Linked DNA regions of Mus musculus: regions 2 and 3 are each linked to region 1. A link is a contact called in public Hi-C data. All regions are on one chromosome and are shown on one strand. Each heading gives the region's core, a stretch centred on a gene start, on an enhancer-like site or on the middle of the called end of the contact. The rest is flanking DNA. Distances are from core to core; before and after follow the strand shown. Region 1 has its middle 65 kb from the start of Gm33277. Region 2 has its middle 19 kb from the start of Pank3. Region 3 overlaps Wwc1 (WW, C2 and coiled-coil domain containing 1).

Region 1 (3,430 bases), core at 464-2,963:
TCCCAATGGAAAGGGGTTAGGACATCATCTTCAGCAGGAGTTTCGATTGACAACCTCACAACCAGTGCCTTGCTGCTTGCCTCCTGTGCCCTGACAGAAATACCTGTTCCCTGAAGTTTCTGATGCAACTCTAATATCTTACCCTATTTTTCTGCTTCCTCACTGAATTTCATAGAAGCTCAGCTCTGGCATGATAAATGTCAGAGTATTTTAGCAATAGACACTTAGTCTTAGTTTGCATTTTATTGCTGTGAAGAGACACCATGACCACAGCACTCTTATAAAGGCAAACATTTAATTGGTGCTGGCTTACAGTTTGAGAGGTTTAGTCTATTATCGTCGTGGTAATGTTCACGCACACATGGTGCTGGAGAGAGAGCTGAGAGCTCTACATCTTGATCTACAGGCAGTAGAAGGAGACTGTGTGTCACATGAGACTTAGCTTGAGCATGGGGGACATCAAAACCCACCCCCACAATGACACACTTCCCCTAACAAGGCCACACCTATGGGCCAAGCATTCAAGCTATGAGTCTGTAGGGACTATACCCATTCAAACCACCACATACAGATTCCTAAGGAAAACTTACTTTCTTTTGTGGCTTCTTCAGTTGCCAGGGAAAAGGAACCCAGGTTCTACATCTTCTAAATTTTTTCTAAATTAAAACATATTAATTATAAATAGTATTCAGGGACAGTGAGATATATCTATACATGTACAGAGCATGCATTGATCAAGTCCAACCTCCCCCTTTCTGCCTCCACTCCCCTCCCTCAAATCCTAGCAACTACTGCTCTGCTTTTAAGGCTTTGATACTCCCACAGATGAAACTCACTTATCTTTCTGTACCTGGCTTGTTTCATTTACTAGGTCATCCAGTTCCATCGACTTTAATGCAAATGGCAGGATTTCCTTCTTGTTGACGGGTGAATAATACTCTTCCTTGTATATATGGTCTTAGCTATTATGATTAGCACTGTAATAAACATGGGAGCTCAGCTTCATTTCCTTTGAAAATATACGCCAGTGTGATGTTGGTGGGACTTACAGAACTGGCTTCAGGGTTTTTTGAGGGTTGGTTTTTTTGGGGGGAGTGGGGTCAGGGTAGGGTGGGGTGGAGAGTGGGGCGGAGCTTTTCATATGGCTCTCCATCTGTCGTGGCTGGACTAACTTATGCGCATTACAGTTGCTTCCCCCCACCCCCCACCTCACATGTTCACCATCATTTGTCTCTTAAAAATAATAAGAACAGCCTTTCTACGTGCCCCCAACTCTTTTCAAAGCCTACGATGTTCTTTTACCCACTTTAATTTTAAGCTTCTGTGGGTCATTAGTCTTGGGACTGAAAAGGCTCCAACCCTTCTTCTTGAAGAGGTGGCGGAGGGCTTGGGATACCATCTGATCATTTCCCAGTCTTTCCCATCCTGCATTTCCTTTTCTGGGCAAAGCTGCACACAGCCCATCTGGTAGGGCAAACGGGGAGCCATAATCTGAGCCCGTGGAAGGATCACGGTTCCCGGTCATTTCCCAGGTTTCGCTGTTATTACTGACAAGGTGGGTGGAGGAGAGTTGCCATGCATCTCATTGCATCAATATTTGATTTCCTCTCTGCTCCTGGCTACCCTCCCAGCTTTGATCTCTGCCTCAGGGCCAGCGCCAGACAGGTGACTTTCATAATGCAAATCAGGGTCAGTCTGCTCTCTGCTCAGGCATTGATCCCTGGCTGAGGAGAAGCTGGCAGGGAGCACCGTGGACCCCAGTCCCTGCTCACCCACGGACTCTCTGCGACCTTGCACAAGGTGGAATTCTGCAGAGGGCCGTCCTTTTTTTGCTCTGGCAGCAGTTATTAAACTATCTGAGATCTGGTCATTTACACTATGAGAGCTTTAGAAGAGCTCCGTGGGAAAGGCCGGCTTGCTTACAGATTGCGCCTGTGTACTTTCCCTTGCTCAAATAGAAGTTAAGTGGCTAAGTTTAGCACAAGGTCATTGGGAAACAGCGGGTTTCCGCCTTTTGTCCCGGGGGCTTCTTTTATTGACTTCGGTGGGTGGAATTATTCCCGCTCTTTCATTCCCCGAAGGTGTTACTTCCTTGGCAGTCCGTGCTGACCACACTGAGGCTTACCCTGGGTACTCCTGTAAGGAGGAAGCAGGATGCAAAAGACAAGAGGCAATTCTTCACTATGAGAAGCACAGGGTGAGCAAGAACGAGGAGTGAAGCCAGTTAGCGAGCACATCAGTCCTGCTGCTCACTGAGAGAAGAGAGGTATCATGTCTGAAGAAGAACCAGGGAGTGGTAGATACCCCTGTTTTCAGGGATGACCAAAACTTTAATCACTGAAAGGTAGTACAGATAGAATTCTCATATTTGAGACTCTGAGGGTAAGTTATGTCACATGCTGCCCTCATTAGCTTAAGCAAATTTAGATTCATGAACAAAAAAAAATTTTTTTAAACATTTCTCACTATACTACAGAGCCGTGAAATCTTGGTTGGTACAAATATTTATCTGTGGCAGATCTTCTGGAAACTTCTCTTCTAGATGGTGATTAGGTAACTAACGCAGGTTTTCATAGGCCAGATTTTAAAGTGTTTATATTATTAGGAAAAAGCCAGCCTTAAGTGGTTTCCCATAAAAGAGATATTTTGGGGCTCTCCCTCCCAATCCATAGATGCATATGCTCAGGTTGTCTGTTATTGCACAACAACTACTACAAAATGCAGTGGTCCCAAATGACCACGATCACTCACTCTGGTTCTGTAGCTCGATGAGACTGCATTCCATGCTGCTTTAGGTAGCTACAGTCCTTATAGAAGCTGGGTGAGACTGGCCCCAAGGCAGCGGGCTCCCATGGCCAGTGTCGGCTGCTGGCTGCGAGTTCAGATGAGGCTGTGTCTTGAGTAGCTGTGTGTAGGTAGACTTGGGTTTCTCTTGGCATGGCTGAAGAGATCTAAGAGAGAACAGTCTAACAGGCTTTTACAGATGTGCTAAAGCTTGTGTGACGCATTCCTGGAGACCCACAGTCACATACAGCACACATGACATCAACACATGACATCAGATGCCAAGGGTCTGAAAAGTACAGGGACACCTTGTGGCCTGTTGGGTTGAAAGGCCCATCTTTGGCAACTGGGTGCCTTAAAGCCCTCTTTGGCTCGCCTTTAGTTTCTGCTCCCTCATATCTTGAATTGCTTATGATCTTGCCCAAATGCTTTGCCCTGTCTGTCTAGATATTCCCATGATGCCCTTTCATTCCCTGCCTCTACTTGTACAGAGTTCATTGTCCTTCTCACCAATTTCAAGTTGTTGCTGGAGGACTTTCACTGGTTCAGAAATTTTACTGGGAAGCCTGCAGATTACATCATCAATCTCTGATATGTTTAGTCATAGGAAGACTTAGGTGGAGTCTTGAGTGTTGAATCCAACAAC
Region 2 (3,354 bases), core at 393-2,892, 740 kb after region 1:
ACAGGCAAAAGCATGTGGATGTGGTCACACATACATATAATCCCAGCACTGCAGAGGCTAAAGCAGGAGGATTTTAAGTTTGAGGCCAGCCTGGGCTACAGAGTGAATAGGGAGACACTGTCTAAAACAGCAGTAAATGGTACTGTACAGGACAAGAAAGATGGCTCAGTGGTTAAAAGCATTTATTGTTCATCCACAGGACCTGAATTCAGTTCCTAGTATGCCCATTGGTGGTTCACAGCCATCTATAACTGGCCTTGAATGTGAGTGTGTGTGTGTGTGTGTGTGTGTGTGTGTGTGTGTGTGTGTACAATTAAAAATAAAATATAAAATAAATCTCTTTTTTTTTTAAGTGCTACTCTACAGTCTGACAACCCAATGCTGGTGAAATTTTAAATCTTTTTTGTTCTCCCCAAAGGAGAAGAGTGGCTGGGACCCGGATGTTTCCAGTGGATATGGTGTGGACAAAAGTTCAAGTCTTGTTCTGTTTTCTTGTCTTATTTCTGTTTCCAACCAACTTAACAGTGACCCTTATTTACAATTAGAAACAAGAGGAAAGGAAACATGCCTATGGTGTGTTATGAGGGGACAAGAAAACCAAGACAGGGAATGTTCTAGAAAAGGCAGGATACAAAGGTCCTGGAGGAAAGTTGGGTTTCAGAAATAGCAAGAAAACATCACCTGTGTAAGGGGAATGTGGTGAAATAGAGGGACAGAGCCATCCAGCCCTGTCCCAGGCCTGTTTAGGGAACATGCCAGGAGGACAGTCCCATGCCCCCTCACAGACGCTTCCACTTGCTCACTAGCACTACATTCAAACCAGCTGAAGCCAGGGTAGAAGCATTTGCCTACATCACAGATACTCAGGAGGCGGAGATGGAAGGATGGTGTATGCTAAGAACACCAAGCCAGCTTCGTATTTGCTCCAGGAAGAGCCATTCAGTTGAGGAGTTGCCTTCAGCCGACTGTCTCCTTGGCGTGTCTGTGGGGCATGTTCTCAGTTGCTAATTGATATAGGAGGGCCCAGCCCACTGCAGGTGGGGTCATTCCTAGGCAGATGGGCCGAGGTTATATTAGAAAGGTAGCTTAGCTGAGTGTGAGACTGAGAGCAACTGGTAGGCAGTGTTCCTTCACGGTCTCTGCTTCAACTCCTGCCCCCAGGTCCCTTCCTCGAGTTTCTTCCTTGACTTCCCTCCATGATGGAACTTATGAGCCATCTAAGTCCTTTCTTCCCCAGAAAGTTGTTTTGGGTCAATGTTTTATCACAGTCACAGACAGCAAATTAGAATAGGGAGCACACGGTGTACCTTAGACTCCAGACATAAACAACTGACATTTTCCCGAAATTGCATAAAGCATAAATAGTGGCCATTGCAAGAACTATGATTTATAGCTCTGTACCACATCAACTTCTACCCAAAAGATCGGTAGGCCTGTTTCCACCCACTCCTGTTGTTTCAGTATTCAGCAGCCTCTGTAACCAGAACGCTCTCCCTCTCTCTCGAGCTCCAGCGAGTGTGCTGTGGCTAAGCACTACCAGGCCGTGACCTTCCACCTACAACTGGGGCCCAAGGAACCAGGGAAAGAACTTTGCGCTATCTGATCTGGCTAAGCCTGTTGCTTTTTAAGCCAGAGTGGCTCAACTGAAATCAGTGGAGCTAATTAACAGGGTGTGACTGGGCTTGGCCTCCAGAATGAAGGAGGGAGGGAGCCGTACAGATTGTCCCTTTCGCAATACCTGCATTGCAAAATTGGCGTTGGTCTCCACTTCCCTTCTCATGCCTTCTAGCTTTGGATATAAAATCCCAGTAGGAAGCCAGGTGCAGGGCCTCATGACTGTAATCCTAGCTCTTAGGACTTGGAAGCAGGAGGGAGAGTCAAGGCCAGTCTCAGTTATAGGCCTGTCTGGAGATAAGCCAGGGATGTTTGAAACATCTTACAGTGCACAGGACAGCTCACCAAAAGAGAACCACACAAGTCCAAATCCTAACTCCTACTGAAATCAGGCAAGGCTGGAGAAAGGGCTCGGTGGGTAGCACTCACTATTCGAGAATGAATTTGCATCCCCAGAACCCACATAAAGCAAGGTGTCATAAAGCGTTCCTCTGCAGTCCAGTGAGAGATGGGAGGCAGAGCCAGAACAATCTCCGTAAGCTGGTGAGCCTGCTAGCCTGATGTATGCAGAAGAAAATGGCGCTGAGACTGTTCAATAAGGTGGAAGGCGAGCGACAAGGCGCAAGGTCATCCTTTAACTTCCACACGAGTGCCCACGTTCACACACGTGAATTCAAGAGTGTGTACACACGCATGCACACACATTCATAAGAAAGCAAGAAAAAGAAAGTAAAATACTTAAGGATTTTTCCTGTGCCATGTGATGCACGCACGCACGCACTCGCGCATGCGCTCACGTACTTGCATATATGAGCGCCATTAAATTCTCTCTCCTACTCTACAAAACGATACTCACTTCCCAGCTGAGGAAACGAAGCCTGTAAGGACTTCACTCTGATAAGTAACTGGCAGAGGAGGAATCTGAATTTGAGTCTGGCTAAGTCTTGCTGGTTGGCAAGAACCTATCAGTTTCTGTCACGTCCATGTGCCCCATGCATCGCAGAAGTTAGGGCCTAATGAAGTTTGCCAGAAATACACTTGAAGTAGGAAAGAGTGAGTAAGCGACCATGGCCTTTGGTTCCGACATTGTTTCTCCCATAGCCCCTCCCGAATATAAAGTTCCTCACAATCTCCTTCTAGGGTTAAAGCAAGGCAATGTAGCATGGCAGAAATAGAAGGCTCCCCAAGCCAACCTGAGTCAAAATAGAACTTTATGGTAAGATTGCACAGGCAAAGCTGGATCGTGGTGGCACATGCCTTTAACTCCAGCACTCGGGAGGCAGAAGAAAGCAGAGGCAGGCAGATCTCTGTGAGTTTGAGGCCAGCCTGGTCTACAGAATGAATTCCAGAACAGCCAAAGGTACACAGAGAAACTCTGTCTCAAAAATAATATAAAATAAATACAAATAAATGAATGCAGAGATATTCTAGAAACTGGTAATAACCAGGACTCGGAGGCTTAAAAGGCCACCAGGCACCAGAGTGACAAACGTATACTCCATGCATCTCTGAATTTACGTTCTCTCTCCTAACCGCTTGCTCATGGCTAGGAAAGCGTCCATGGCTTTGAGTCTAAGGCTACATGGCCTCGTACCTATGCTCCTTGTAGCTAAGTAAGTCTCAATCTTAGTCCATCTTCTGCTACTGTCACAGAGCGATCAATCTGGAGAGATTTATGAGAAGCAGAGATATATTTAGCTTTGGTCTAGAGGCTTGAAGTCCAAGATGGGATGACTCTAT
Region 3 (3,421 bases), core at 562-3,061, 960 kb after region 1:
CCTGATTAGGCTCCATTAAGCAGAATGGGGTCTCTAAGAAGGCAGAAGTCTCTATCTTGGCTAGAACCTTAAGCCAAGGAATGTGTTACCTGGAGGGATGCTGACAAACCAAGTAGATGCAGAAGAACACACCAACCCTGCATACTGAGAGGCACATCTGCTAAAACAGGAGCAGACCAAGCAGAAAGCCCTAAGTGACTAAGTAGCCATGAAAGGATCACAGCAAGGGAAGGGAGCTCGGGCTAAAATGACCAGAGTCACTATTGCTCTCCTTAACAGCTTAGCTGGGCCTGACCTACAGAATGGGGAAGAACAAGTGAGCTGGTTCAAGCAACAATTTTGCTACTTAGTAGCTTTGCAACCACAGGCAAGTTTTCAGTTCCCTGCTCCCTGATTTCCAGGCATCAGGATTAGAGATGACGAGAGATTTTTGTCTCAGCATTGTTTCTTGGGCAAAGCTGGACGATACAGTCAAAGCACACAGCCCAGAGACTGACACAATGTCAAGTCTTAATAAGCATTAGATAGGAACAGTTCTGGTTAACAAGCTATGATGCGGGGAAGGGGGTTGGGGAGAGTGGAGGTGGAGACACCAGTGGCCACTCTTCAAGGGGCTGGTGGGTGCAGGTAGAATCCCCAGCCAGTCTTTCAGGTGGAAAGGAAGCTGAGCCTAGCCCCAAGGCTGACAACACTAAACAACGTAGGCCATTTGACTTAAAAGCATCCTAAATGCAAAGTGGGTGGGATGTTTTCCCATCCACAGAAGGCAAGGAGCCTTCCATACTTCACACATTGGGAAAACAATACCAAGACAGGTATAGAAGAGGAAAGACCACAAAAAGCAAAGCGCCTGACACCCCCTAGATGCCTGCACCACCATTTCCTGAACCAACTCAGTGCTTCCAAGTAGAATGTATAATGACTTGCTTTGAGATGATGCTCACTGGGTGCCCTTCATGCAGGACTTCCTCCACATAATCTCATCCCAACTCGACTGGAAAGCAGATAGATATTTAACTATAGCTATGATTCTCCAATCTAGCTGCACCCCAGGATCAACTAAGGATTTTTCTATTCTCTTTTTCTTTTGGAGGCGGGGTCTTGCCACTTACCATAGTCTAAACTGGAACGCTCTTGGAGTGACTCTAGACTCTCCCTCCACCTTTCGATCTCTACTTCCTGAGTCATTGGTCCTCAACCTGTGAAGGGTGGTGTCAAATGACCTTTTCACAGTGGTCATCTGAGACCATTGGAAACCACAGATACTTATATTACGATTCATAACAGTAGCAAAATTACAGTTATGGAGTAGTAAAGGAAATAACTTTATGGTTAGGGGTCACCATGACATGAGGGACTGTATTAAAGGGTCGCAGCATTGAGAAGGTTGAAGACCATTGCTCTGAGACCTTCCGATGCCTCCTGAAGGCTGGTGATCAGGGAGTGCTCTGGAAGATAAGCCTCAGGAGGGCAACGACTTCTGTCGTGATATCAATGCTGATTCACCAGTGGAGAATGCAGGCTGGCATAATCCAGGCACGTCGTCCAATAAATATTTGTTAAATGACATCCAGTCAGGGGGAGGAAGGAATTGGACTCAGAGGGCCCCATCACCTCTAGCGGTATTTGCCTAGTTCTGTGAATTTGCATAGTTCCGTACATGCTACGTCACTCACCAACCTATAGTAAATCCCACGAGATTTACTGGAGACTTCGTATTTCACAACCTGCCTTCCCAGCACTCAAACCAGCTCACCACAGCAAGCTCAGGAACACCCTACGGCGGGCACAAAGGTCTCCAGTTTCCAAATCCAGACTTCATACCACCAGCATGGCGTGTCTGTTTTCCTCACATGGGTAACTATTGGCTAGTCTTCCCCAACCATGCATCCAAACCACTACCGAGGGACTTTGCTCTGATCCTCCTCAGCACCGCGAGCACTCCATAAATACCTGTGGAATGAATGGCCAACACCTGGCTGGGTGGGACTGATAAATGCCAGGGGCCCTTCTGCACCTCAAGCTTGCCGAAACCCCCATATTCTCCAGCAGCTAAAGGGAAAGAGATGGAGGGAAGTGACGTGCCCACAAAGCAGTTACAAGAGAATACTCCTTAGCCCCACCATGACAGGCACAAACTCATTACTCCTGCTTCATGTGCACCGTCCTGGTGCCAGCTCACCCGAAAGTCACTCCACTCAAGAAATTCCAAAGAAGGGCTTGCCTCTGATAAGACCCAGGAGGAAAAGTTTATTGATTTATTTATATAGTGAGTGCTGCCAAGATGGTTGGCAAGCACCCATGTCAGCCTGGTTCAAGGGAGCTGTGGCCATTGAGAGACTTTAGCTGGGAAGGAGGAAACAGTGGGGTTAATTCCTCTGCTAAAACAGGTGGATAAATAAGTCTACCTAGTGAGTAATGGCTTCACTTGGAAAGCCTGGTATTAGACAGGGCGCTGTGATCATACACATTAGTAATATCTCTTTCAAACAAACTTTTGGGTGGGCGTGGCGTATTTTACATCTCCCTATTTTACAGTTAAGGAGAAGAAGTCAGTTCAATGTCACTTGTGAGTGGCTATAGTATCCGATGTAACTTGGTGTCCTCCAGTGATCTTTATGAAGTTCAGGGAACCGTGGGATGGGTTGTATTTATGGTGAGCTACAGCCATGCACGTGTTTTCCCCTAAGAGAGACGGAGTATGTACAATGACAGCTATGTCTGTTTCTTTTGCTGTATCTATTTACTAAAGTCCCTTCCCTTTGGTTTCCCTTTCTCTCAGAACTCAAGCTGCATTGGTTCACACTTACAAACCATTCCTGAAGCACACAGAGAAAGGCTCAGGGAGCTTGATAAAGCCACCATCGAGGCAGGGTGGGAAGGTTATTTCCACCATCTCATTCGAGCAGACACCTGACGCCTGGCTCTTGACATCTTATCCCTCCATGTCCTTTGCCAATCATTGGTGAATCCCAGGGATACTCCAATGACTGGCCCAGGGACAGGAGAAGCCAAGGTGTTGGGTGGGGGTGGGGGTGGGGCTGGGGGAGAGACTGCCACCAAACCCTGCCTGGACAACAGCAGGCAGCCGACTGGGGACATTCAGCAGCTGCTGCCTGCCTGGTGTCCCTGCTGCCAGCCAGTGATGAATGGCGGGCTAAGAAAAAAAAAGAAAAAGCCAACAAAGGTGTCCCTAATCTTGACACAGCTTCATTTCCCCCCTCCCTGGCTGACCATTGAGTGAGAATTTAAGCCTCAGTCCCTTTTCTTTGGCAGACATTTGAAACTGAAAGATCCCGTTTCTTCCCAACTGGGAGATGTCACGGGTAGAAGCATCTAGGAGGCACTGGGGGGCGGGGATGGGGGTGGGGGGTGGGGGAGCACGTGACCCTACACACTTGTCCTTTCTTTTTGTTCCCCC

What was found. A called contact is a pair of places that touch in the nucleus more often than the background predicts.
Region 2: a contact with region 1 is called in a Hi-C map of liver, with 3 times the contacts expected there. The contact joins two enhancer-like sites. A contact is called at or near these places in 1 of 484 Hi-C or Micro-C datasets (liver) and 1 of 9 other capture datasets (embryonic stem cells).
Region 3: a Hi-C map of liver shows a contact between it and region 1, with 2.2 times the contacts expected there. The contact joins two enhancer-like sites. A contact is called at or near these places in 1 of 39 promoter capture datasets (liver), 1 of 484 Hi-C or Micro-C datasets (liver) and 1 of 9 other capture datasets (embryonic stem cells).

The regions. Positions count from the first base shown.
Region 1 is chr11:35,005,383-35,008,812 of GRCm38.p6, forward strand. No RefSeq gene overlaps it. Among named protein-coding and RNA genes, the nearest start is that of Gm33277, 65 kb to the left of the region's middle. Within about 2 kb of position 1,714, at least 16 of the 459 cell types and tissues checked have an H3K27ac peak or open chromatin away from gene starts, as enhancers often do. A contact at or near this core is called in liver, where this site is marked.
Region 2 is chr11:35,749,094-35,752,447 of GRCm38.p6, forward strand. No RefSeq gene overlaps it. Among named protein-coding and RNA genes, the nearest start is that of Pank3, 19 kb to the right of the region's middle. Within about 2 kb of position 1,643, at least 58 of the 459 cell types and tissues checked have an H3K27ac peak or open chromatin away from gene starts, as enhancers often do. A contact at or near this core is called in liver, where this site is marked.
Region 3 is chr11:35,969,345-35,972,765 of GRCm38.p6, forward strand. The region is part of intron 1 of Wwc1 (WW, C2 and coiled-coil domain containing 1); the gene reads right to left. Among named protein-coding and RNA genes, the nearest start is that of Wwc1, 9.5 kb to the right of the region's middle. Within about 2 kb of position 1,812, at least 61 of the 459 cell types and tissues checked have an H3K27ac peak or open chromatin away from gene starts, as enhancers often do. A contact at or near this core is called in liver, where this site is marked.